Regions from separate parts of the Arachis hypogaea genome. Here region 2 is linked to region 1. Evidence: chromatin contacts called from public Hi-C data. All regions are on one chromosome and are shown on one strand. The core of a region is the stretch at or near the end of the contact, and the rest is flanking DNA. Distances in the headings are between cores, read along the strand shown.

Region 1 (5,936 bases), core at 2,553-5,052:
TATTTAAAATAACATACAGAAATACTGATGTGTCATTTTTTATGGTTGAAAACAAGATTCTAATTTTATTTTGATTAAAAAATCGAATTATGTATATATAAAATATTAGATAGAAATTATTATTACAGTCCACATACACTACTCACCGGAATTAAGCTCATTTTCATAGATGCTGGGATCAAAATTGGTGACGGCCTCTTTGCCGTTGCATTTTATTGCTGCTTTATCATAGGCCCTACAAAGAATGTGCAAGAAAAATTTAAAACCCTAGAAGATGGGCAATCTAGTAATTGAAATGTTAAAAAGTAAATAAGCAAATTGACAAGGCAACGAAAAGTAGATACCTTGCAGCTTCAATCTCGGTGTCAAACAAACCCAGATAGACGTACCTAGTGAAATCAAATTTATTAATAAGCTTAGACTCTATTTCATGACAAATATACATATATAATATAATAATTAAGAACTGCATGAAGAATCATATATACTTTTTCCCTAAAAATTGTCCCATTCGAGCTTCCCATCTTCCACATTTGTGCAAAGTTACACCTCTATATTTAGAGCTTCCTCTTGGAAACCCAGTGCTTTGTCGGCGAAGAACGTGCACAAACTCTTCCTTAGTCAGATTGCTCATCTGTTTAAAATACACACCGCATTTAAATCCAGATTAATGTAAAATTAAGAAAAGAAAAAATATTATTATAACGGTATATATATATAGAAGATAAGGTGTATGTAGTGCTTCTTATACCACCACAGTTGAAGATAAACGCCTTTTATTTATTTATTTATTTATTTATAGAATAATAATAAATAAACGAAAATATTCACAACTTGCCTGCTTCAAGTCTTCTTCGTAGTCTTCAATGTTAAAGTTGATGTCTGCCTCCACTCCTCGGAACTTAATCGCTGCTCTATCGTATGCACTGGCCATATAGAAATTAAAAAAGAAAAAAAAAAGGAAAATCCCTTGAGACTCAAAATTTCCCAGAAAGAAAGAAAGAAAAATAAAACGTTTATTATTTATTATTTATATATTATATATTTGATATTTGATTGGATTCTGTTGAAATTAAAGTTCTCACCGAGCAGCTGCATGTGCAGTGTCAAATCCACCTAGACAAATTTTACCCAGACAAAAACCATCTCGTCAGTCATCACAAGAGAAAATTTCCCCCACTACACACAAATAATAAAAACATGTATGTACACTCTTGTTTGTCTCTCTTCTTCTTCTACCAAATACACCCACAAAAGAAGAAAAAAAAAACGAAATTCCACACATGTTTTAGCCACTTATAACTATCCCCACACAAAATAATGCACATAATCATTAACATACATATAACAACTTACCCAGATACACTTGTTTTCCACAGTCCCTGCATCATCCAAGGACACAAAACGTAAATTAAAAAAATAAAATAAAACTTCAATTGCAATAAGTTTCCCTATAAGTGTTGAGCTCTTTCATTCTTTCAAAAAAAAAAAAAAACCTTGAATTCCAAGAATAAATGGACTAACCAAATATGAGACTCCCATCGACCGGTTCTTCTGTAAAAAGTGACTCCTCTGTACTGTGAGCTTCTTGACCGCGGTCCTCGGCGACTTTTTTTCATGGGTTGAGAAGCTTCCAGTGATGATTTTCCAGCACCAAGTGTTTCTGATTGGCAAAATTTCACGCCTACCCAGTGAGCACGAGGGAAAGTAGAGCCACCTCCGTCGCCGTCGCCGTCACCGTCACCGCCGCTTCCAGCCGGTGATGATGCGGCGGCCATATCAGCCTCCTCCATGGGGAAAAACTGCCGAGTCACTACCTGGCTGTGGTTCTCGCTATCCATGGAATCTTCATCTTCATCTTCTTCATCATCATCACCGTGGGTTACTGAGAACCCGAATATCTTGCTTCTTCTACTCTTCTTCATGTCCGTTGTTGCTCTTACGACGCTACCTTCTTCTTGTTGTTGTTCTTCTTCTTCTGATCCGTCTTCGATGACAACTGCGGAGGAGCTTGAATTGGAAACAGATCCAACTCTCTTTCCCTTATAATTATTGTTGTTGTTGTTGTTGTTATCGTCGTCTCCGTCTATGGAGTTCTTGAGAGAAGAGCAACCTTCTTCGGATTCCTCAACCTTTCTCCTCCGATCGGGTGAGTCATTGAGATCCCACATTCTTTTTTTCTCTCTGATCTCTTTCTCTCCCCTTCAGCTGCAGTTACAGTTATAGTTACAGGCCTTATTGAAAAGAGAAGAGAAAGAGAAGAGAAACCAGTAAGTAACACAGATTTTTTTTATTATTATTTCCCACTCTCACATCAGGAATAATAATTAAAAAAATAAACGCTCTCTCTCTCTCTCTCTTGGTTAATATTTTTTTTTTGAAAATAAAAAGTTAATTTGGGTTGGCCTGCAGTGCTGCAGAGGAAGGTTAAACTCTGTGTGAGTGTGTCTCGGGGTGCGTATTGTGCTTTTTCTCTCTTGATTGGAATAAAATAATATATATACAGAGAGAGATAGAGAGTATGTGAGAAGAAGAAAAAAGGAGGAGGAGGTTGTGGACGGAAAGGTTGAGTGTGTAGTAGGAAAAATTCACAGAAGAAAATCAAAACCTAGGACGAGTTAGAGAGAGAGAGAGAGAGGAGGGGTAGGTGTTGCAAAAATGTAGTAAAAGAGATGTTGAATGATGTTTGTATTCCACAAGTGCCCAATACAGCATAGACGAGGCCAGTTTGAGCAAGCTTAGCCGAAAGCATCTCACCCTTCTCCCTTAACACTCTTACATACACACGATGCCTTTCTTCTCACTCCTCACTCCTCTCTCCTCTCTCTAACCACTTCCTTCTCTTTTCAATACACACATAATTTCACTCTCTTCAATTCAATGTCCTTTTTCCTTAATTTAATTTTTATTTATGTATTTTAGTATTATACAGTTTTGAATAATTATTTATAAAAATAATACAATATTAATATATTAAAATTAAACTTTTTTTAAAGTATATTAGTGTGACTAATAATAATCTTTATTTAGATTTTATTTTTAAAATAAGAAACATAGATACAGTTAAGACTGGAATTATTTTGTTGTCCCACAAATAATTTTAAAGCTGAGTTAACTTTGTATTTGTAATAAAAAAAATATTAATTTTATATATTCTCATCTTAAATGTGAAGTGCATATGTTAGATTCACAATAATTATTGAATAAAGTGTAACTGAAAAAAAGTTAAACAAAACATCCTTAAATTAATCAGACAAAATTATGGATAAAAAATTACTTATATTATTAAATTGTAAAAATAAGTATTTTGATATTTTAATTTACTATTTTGAATTCAAGTTTTATGAACAACAAAATTTCTACCCGAATAAACTCCTTAATTTTTTTCATAAAACTCTAGTGGAGTTAAACCAAATTATTAAAGCCAAGAGGGAGATGCCAATGATTCAGTCATAACTAAAATCTATATTCTTATGTATTTATTTAAGTTGTGTTTACCTTGTTACCGAGATTGAGAGAGAATTAAATGAGTGGCGGAAATTGGGAAAGAAAGAACCATCTCTTTCTTAAACAACTTTCCCACGTTAACCAAATCGAAAAGCATCTGAGGGGGAGTGCGTCTCTCTCTCTCTCTCTCTCCAAAGCAAATTACCCAGTAATGGAAATAGACAGCGCAAGCAGTGCCAAAGATAGATAATTACCCAAAACTAGCTTTTGTTAGCTTGTAATCAATCGTTAATGATTTCTATGCAATAAATAATAAATAACTTAAACGCAAGTAATCACAAAGGTCCTCAACTCTCGTCGCATCCACGCCTCCAAGCATTTTTATCTTTTTAGGATCATGACTAAGTTTTACCCTGTGGGCGTACCCAAGTGGGAAAGTAATTTGGGGTGGCGGAGGAGGGTATTTTGGGGAATACAGATGAATGATTTGTAATTGTGAGTGTACTAGATAGAGAGCACAGTGGAAAATGGGAAAGGGAAATGGAAATGTGTTAAGAGTTTGGGGTAGGTTTTGGCATCAGAAAAGGAAATGGGAATAATAGTAGTAAAAGGAAACTCTTTCCAGAAAAGTCCAATCCAAGAGTACGGGAAGAGGGCCACCTTTGCCTCTTTCGTTCTCCAAGCGACCAATGGCCTTCCTACGCTGTACCTCGTATTTATGACCCTTTCTCATTACCTCACTCTCACCACCCTGCGCGTGTTTCCCAAAACTACTCTCTTTTTTTAAGATTTAACTAATTTGTATTTTAAGAGCACAATTTAAAAATGAATTATCGGTCAAAATCGTCTTTAAAAGTTATTAGATCTTCATTTTAGTCTCCAAGAGCTAAAATTAATCAAAAGAGTCTCCAAAAAATATCTGCGTTGGTGGAGTTTATCGTTCCGTCATCTCAGTTGATGAGGTGGCTAATGTTCGTTGAGTTAAAATGTTAACTTACAGCATGGCACACCCTAAAACGATATGGCTTCAATCCCCTCCCCCAAAACCATCAAACGATACTGTTTGAGGTCCAGAATGGGATATTCAAACGTTTCTCCACATCACTTTCTCTCATAACAACCCTCTTCATGTTTTACTCCAAAATCTCTCGTCTCCTCTGTACTCTGTGACGCTCTGCCCTAAGACACTTGCCTATGATCTGAACCTACCTGTTTATTTCATGACAAATTTTGCGAGGCGACATTTGCGAAGGAGTTCGCACTACTAGAGTGTAAAGTTGGAGGAGTTCGCTGATAAACCACTATTTTATGGTTTATCTTATGCTCAATTGAGTGGTTTATATCAATTCTTTACTCACTTATTCATGTAATTGCATGAGTTTATATTTTCCTTCTTGATTTTGTGCTATGATTGAAAACATACTTCTTTGGTCTTAAAATTACTAATTAGAATAAATGACCATTTTGTACCTATGAGAAATAAAAACGCTGACATTTGTACCCATGAAAGCTCGAAACTAATCTTATACCCATGATAGATGCTGTCCGTGTGACAAAAGTGCCCTGACTTGGATCTGAGCTTGGTTCGTGGGTTTCCAAACCTACGTGGCACTCCCACCCCTCCAAAGCCATGTCTGACGTGGATGTGAACGTTGATTATCAAAAGGGATAGGATGAACGCATGAAATCAAAACCCTAGGTAGCTTCCCCCTCCCCAATACAAACCAGGATCTAAAGAATCGAAGCTTGTTGAATCTCATTGAGTGTGAGGTGCACCCACGGTGATAAAGAATTAGGTCGTACCTCCCGCAATGTCTTTCCGCAGATTTACCCCTGCTCCAAGTGATGGTAGTGGTAGTTCTTCTTCAAGTTCGAAGAAGAAGAAGGTGAAGAAGCTGGACGGCAGATGCTTCTGTGGAAGAGAGTTTGCGTTGATGGAGTCTGGCACCGTTACGAACCCTAATCGATAGTTCATCAGATGTCCTCTATGGGCGGTAATGGGCAGACGCTGTTAGAGTTCAGGTGAGAAAGTTTTCTCTGTATTTAAGTTGACCAATCGGTGCATTTGTTTTATTTTGGCAGACAAGAGACTGCAAATACTTTGTATGGGTTGATGAAATCGAAGAAGGATGGGAGGGCATAGCAAGATGTTTGGCCAAAAGATAGTCAGGGAGTTCTTATCCAAGGTATGATGATGGGCTCACTGTCACTGAACCTGGGGAAAATCAGCAAGCATCATCAATCCTGGCGAGAAGGATGGACAAACTTAGAGTTTAAATTAGGGGTGAAATTAGGGGAATTAGAGTGTTACTTTTATGGATAGCGTTGGGTGTTGCATTTTATTTTTGTTCTTTGTGCTGTATTTCTTTATGAAAATGTAAAATTTGTATAGAGTTGGGGTCTTTGTAAATCATGAGAGAATGAATGTATTTCCTGATTTTGACATAGACACTTTGATGATGTTGTTGCTTTGTAAGTTCTATATGATA
Region 2 (5,786 bases), core at 2,842-5,341, 330 kb after region 1:
CAGTAGTACCATTTTAAGTTATTAAAAATAACAATTTATATATTAATAATAATACTTAATAATATATTAAAAAATAATAATACGAATAAAATAATGATATAATAATAATATGTCATTATTGTTATACTCTTCTGATTAACAATATATTCTTAAAATATTTTTATTAATATATTAATGATAATAAATTATAATTGTTATAATAAACAGTATTATAAAAAATTAATAATATACTGATGATAATAATAAGTATTCATCTTTAACGAAAATAATAATAATAATAATAATAATAATAATAATAAAACTAACAGTTAAAATATAAATAAATAAATTTATTCATCATAATAATATAAAAAAAATACTTATTTATTGAAGATGATCCATATATTCAATTATATATTCTTGAAATAGTATAAAATCACGAATCATTTTTTTTCTAATTTTTTTCTCTCAATTTTACTCCCTCTTCTTCTTGCTATTCTTCTTCCCTCCTCCCTTGCAACCAAACTCTGAAACCTCCCTCTCTTAATAGCCAAATGCTAAAACCCTCACCAAAATGAAACAATCATACTTTCTCCCCCCCCCCCCGAACTTGCGTTTTGCGTTATATAAAGTCTCCTTCAAATTTCTCCTAAACACGTGTTGGACATGCAATGTGTCTCCCTGTTAATCATAAGTTTCGATTTGCTTTTGTCCACCTACCAAACGTTGGTCGCGTTTGGGCAGTTTCAAGGTGGTCAAATGCCGGTCTTGTCTGCATGCAAGAGATATGAGACACGTTTCGGCAGCTACTTTCCCCTCCATGCCAAATGCAGCTTGTGTTTTGCAGCAGCGTTTCTCTTTTTTTTTTTTATTCAAAACGTGGCTTGTATTTTGCATGTCATTGAATATGTAGATCTACATATGTGGATAACACATCATGCGTCAATATACTTAGATAACACTATTTTTTTACTCTATTTTTAAATTAATTTTTGAAGATATGCAACTATCAAAGAAAAAAAATGTACTTGTTTAATTTTAACATGAAAAGTGATGACAATGATAACATAGTAAGAGCACAGCGATAACGACGACGACGACGACAACGACAATAATAATAATAATAAATAAAAATGTGCACGAATTTTGATTTCACTTTATTGTAAGAAGAAAAAAATATAATGCAAGAAAAAGTAGCTGGAAAAAAAAAGAAAAAATTATAGCAAATTAACTATGGCGAGTACATTAAGAGTAACTAATTTATTCTTGGAGAAAAAGTTGGAAAAATTTTAGTTGATAAGAGTTAAATTAAATCTGATTAATAAAGTTGTTACGATGGGTAACCGGAGATTAATGGGCTAGACTCGCTGGGTTGGCCCAATCGTCTGAGGAAGGAAGCCTCCGAGCGGGTCCGTGTCTTCGGGGCCTCCATCCGACTTGTGAATGTGAGAGAATGGGGAGTGGTACCTGCAAAGACACTCCGATGCCTAAGTTAGCAAGGGTGTAAGCAGGTCTAGAGAGTACTGGGACTTAGCAATACCTGAGGGGTGTCAGTGTATTTATAGTGGTGAGCGAATAATCACCGTTGGAGTAGTTCCACCTTTTAAGGGGAATAACCGTCCCTTGATCTTAGGGAAGTTGGGATATAACTCCTGGAAGTGGGTTGAGAGATTCTAGGGGTAGTTACCTATTCGAATAGGTGTTATCTGCCAGTTAATCCGTACTCCCGACTTCCTTAGAGCAGGTCATGGTAAGAACCGATTTCTTGAGGGAAGGTCGGCGTAGAGGGAGGGTCAATCCTTTAGATTAGGCCTCTCGTTTGGATCTGGGCCTTTAGTATTGGGTCAGGGTATGAACAAAAGTATTACCTGAAAAATAGAAAAGTGACTCAATTAAAAAGTAACTAAATAATATTTATTAATTAAAGTGAAACCATCGAAAACCTCATAATTTGAAAATGCCTCTCTCTCTCTCCATAAAAAATGTGTATTTTTTTAATTTTATTCGTATCACTTGTTAATATCATTTGTCTCTTCTTACCACTATTCATAAAAAAATAGAAAAGTATAGGTAGACAATGAGAATACTAAACAATGTGAATAAGATATGTCAGATGTTCAATTCAATAGGTATGCAGATGATTATGTTCATTATTTTTAATTGGAGATGATTATCCTAAGGTTTAGAAAGTAATTTGGGGTGAGATACTTTTTTATTTTATTAGGTCAATTCTAGAGCATATTGTTCACATTGTTTACAAAAGTCATTGTCTACCTACCAAAATTCAAAAAAATATTTACTGCCATCATTCTTCACCACTATCACTATTTTCAACAACCACAACCACTGTCTCTCTCAAACCACACAGTTGCCACCACCTACATCAACAATAACAATACTTAAAATTTTTAATTTAAAAATTATTCAAACAAAATTTGTGCGAGAGAAGATGGTGAAAAGAGGCGAGATAGAAAAATAAGCAAGAAGAAGCAAGAAAGCGACAAAGACATAGGCAAAGGTAGCGGCAAAGAGAGGAGGCGTAATAGTGAGGTAAATCTAGTAGTAGTAGCCATCATCGAGTTCAAAGTAGAAGTGAGTGAGAGTGGGGGAGGACAGAACACTTAGAGGAGAAAAGACGAAGAAGGTGAAAGTAGAGGAAAAGTGAGGTGAATGGTGAGAGGAGGCATTGGAAGGTGAGGAAGAATAAGTGTAGGTGTGCGGAAGAGGAGAGAAGAAGAAGAAGATGAAAATGAAGGTGAATGGTGAAGGTAAGGAGGATATGATATGAGTGAATTAAAGTATCTAAACAAGGATAAAGTAAGGGTAAGGGTAAAGATATGGGGTGGAGATTAAAAAAAGAAAGAGTGTTTTTTTTTACAGAAAGAAATGTTTTTCAATTATAGAAAAGCCAAACGGCACTTATAAATTTTAAATATCAATTCTACATAGATAACAAGAAGACAGATATCCTATGTATTGAACTAAAATCTAATAGCAAGCCCAACATTCGATTCCTAAAAATCTTAAGAAGAAGAAACAGAGATCAAACATAATCTCTTTTGTTTTTAAATCTACACATATGTGATGCAAGCCAATAAGATATATCTTCTTCTTCTCCATATAAATCTAAATATTTTTTGAATCTGAAAGTTTTCCTGTAAACGAAACCATTTCTTCATCGAATTTTTCTTCAAGATCTGAAAAGATCTTGATATGGTCATAATAAATGAGATATAACTCGGTGAAATCCGTTATGAACTCGCCGCTTTATGACTATAACTCGGCACAATCCGTTATAAGCTCGTCCATTCATGAGCCATAACTCGGCCAAAAGTGCTTCCATCGTAACCGATGATGTAACAGCAGACGAATGAATAGACGTTGTCCGCTCTTTTATAACCGACCTTAATATTAAAGAGCATAACGGACAAATAGCCGAGGATATAAAGTGAGGTAAAGTATTCTTTTAGACTCATTAAAAAACGAGATATCATACTAACTTAAGTTTCGGAGTGCCTTTGCAGGTACACTCCCCCTCCTCTTCATTGCTCATACTTTCGCATCTCAAGACAAAGGAAAAGCTCGGACTCGAGAGATTGGGCGTTCAGCCTCTGAGGACATAACTCGGTTGACACTCTTATTTCGCAAGCAAGATCAATTGATGCCCACCGTGGGGCCGAAGATATAAAATTCTCTTTTTGGTCCCATTGTCTTTGTTTGTACTCATGGCTGACATACCACCTCCTTCATTATCCGAACTTATGCGGATGGTAGTCGAGCTACAACAAGCCAATCAACGGATAGCTGACGAAAACCAAATAATGGCCGCTCAAATCACCGAACTGAATCATGTCCGGACAGAACACAACGACGCTCATCACCAGCAGCCAGAGGATGATGAGCATCATTCACCCTCTCATGTCTCGGAGACTATCCGAGCTGATGTAATTCATCCCGAAGATGCAAAAGAAGGACCTGATGACCTTGTAGGACCCTTCACCGAGGAAGTGATGAACTTCGAGTTGCCAAAGAGATTCACTCTGCCACTAACCCTCACACCTTATGATGGCCTCGGAGACCCGAAGAAATTTCTCAAGAAGTTCTGATCAATAATGATCGTCAACGGTGCATCCGACACTGTTTTATGCCGTTGTTTTCCAAATTATTTAGACGGCCCTGCACTTGATTGGTTGTGTGCTTTGCCTGCAGGTTCTGTTTCGCGATTTCAACAACTGACCAAGCTGTTTGAAGAGCACTTCACCGGATCCGCAATATATCTGCATGACTCTGACTATCTGAACACTATCAAGCAAGGGCAGAATGAAAGCCTGAAAGACTATATGACTCGCTTCACCAAAATCGCCATCAGTATACCTGATCTCCATCCAGAAGTCCATTTGCACGCAATCAAAAGCGGCCTCCGACCTGGAAAGTTCCAAGAAACCATTGTGATAGAAAAGCCGAAATCTCTGGCCGAATTCCGGGAAAAAGCAAAAGGACAAATCGATATCGAGGAGCTCCGACAAGCTCGGAAGTCTGATAGAACAACCTACAGAGACGACGATAAAACTCCAACTAGTAAGAAAGGTTAACTAACCCCTCATTTTGATTCTTATACGCAGTTTAACACTAAGCGAGAGGATATCATCAAAGAGATTCTACATTCAAAACTCATCAAACCACCAAGAAAGGCCGGCACCTATCAAGACACTAAGAACGCAGACAAATCCAAATATTGTGCCTTCCACCAGAAGCACAGCCATACCACTGATGACTGTGTAATAGCAAAGGACCTCTTGGAACGCTTAGCTCGGCAAGACCACCTCGATAAGTACATCGGAAGTCACATCCAAAAACGTTCCACACCTTCCAGGAACGAAGACTCATCTGAACAACAATACCGAGGAAAAGAGAAGGTATCAGCGAACAATTACGAAAAGCCACGAGGAATCATCAACTATATTTCAGGAGGATACGCGAGTGGAGGCTCCTCAAACTCGGCAAGAAAAAGGTCATTCCGATCAATATGCTCGTTAGAAGGCCCACAAAGTGAAACAGAAAATCCAACACAACTGCCGCAACTCACATTCACACAAGCAGACTACAACTCTAGTATACAGAACTTGGATGACCCCGTAGTTATAACTCTTCAGTTGGGAGACCTACTGGTCAAAAAAGTACTGCTAGATCCTGGAAGTAGTGCCGACGTCTTATTCTACTCAACATTTCAAAAAATGAAGCTCAGTAACAACATCCTCCAGTCAACAGGGGGAGATCTGGTCGGTTTCTCCGGCGAACGCGTCCCAATAATAGGATCAGTGTGGTTACAAACCACACTGGGTGAGCATCCTCTTTCAAAAACTTGTGATATACAATATTTAGTTGTAGATTGCTTTAGTCCATATAATATTATCCTTGGCCGACCTTTCTTAAACAAGTTCGGCGCCATTGTTTCTACAGTTCACCTGTGTGTTAAGTTCCCTTTACAGGACGATCATGTTGTCACAATTCATGGAGATCATAAGGAAGCTCGGCACTGTTACAACATCGACATGAAATTCCACAATAATTCAAAACAACAAGTTAACAATGTCGATCTCACACACACTAGCTCGGCATTAGCCGACTTAGACCCAAGAGCCGACTTCCGGGAAAGGCCAACTTCGTCCGACGACTTACAGAAGGTATATTTCAACAATGACCCTAACAAGTTCACTTTTGTAGGTAACTCAATAAGCAAGGAGGAGCTAAACACCATCACCACCTTCTTACAAGATCAAGCCGACCTTTTTGCATGAAAACCTTCA

The links. A called contact is a pair of places that touch in the nucleus more often than the background predicts.
Region 2: a contact with region 1 is called in a Hi-C map of leaf, with 4 times the contacts expected there. The contact joins the promoter of LOC112721114 here to the promoter of LOC112720511 in region 1. A contact is called at or near these places in 3 of 8 Hi-C or Micro-C datasets (all in leaf).

The regions. Positions count from the first base shown.
Region 1 is chr11:20,255,752-20,261,687 of arahy.Tifrunner.gnm2.J5K5, forward strand. LOC112720511 (floral homeotic protein APETALA 2) reads right to left here and starts at 3,803. Exons shown (of 10, transcript XM_025771476.3): 1 at 1,525-3,803; 2 at 1,357-1,382; 3 at 1,086-1,116; 4 at 839-926; 5 at 489-634; 6 at 345-389; 7 at 147-235. The coding sequence starts at 2,171.
Region 2 is chr11:20,585,882-20,591,667 of arahy.Tifrunner.gnm2.J5K5, forward strand. It overlaps LOC112721114, which reads left to right and starts at 4,092. Exons shown (of 2, transcript XM_025772185.1): 1 at 4,092-4,427; 2 at 4,602-5,777. The coding sequence starts at 4,092. The coding sequence ends at 5,777.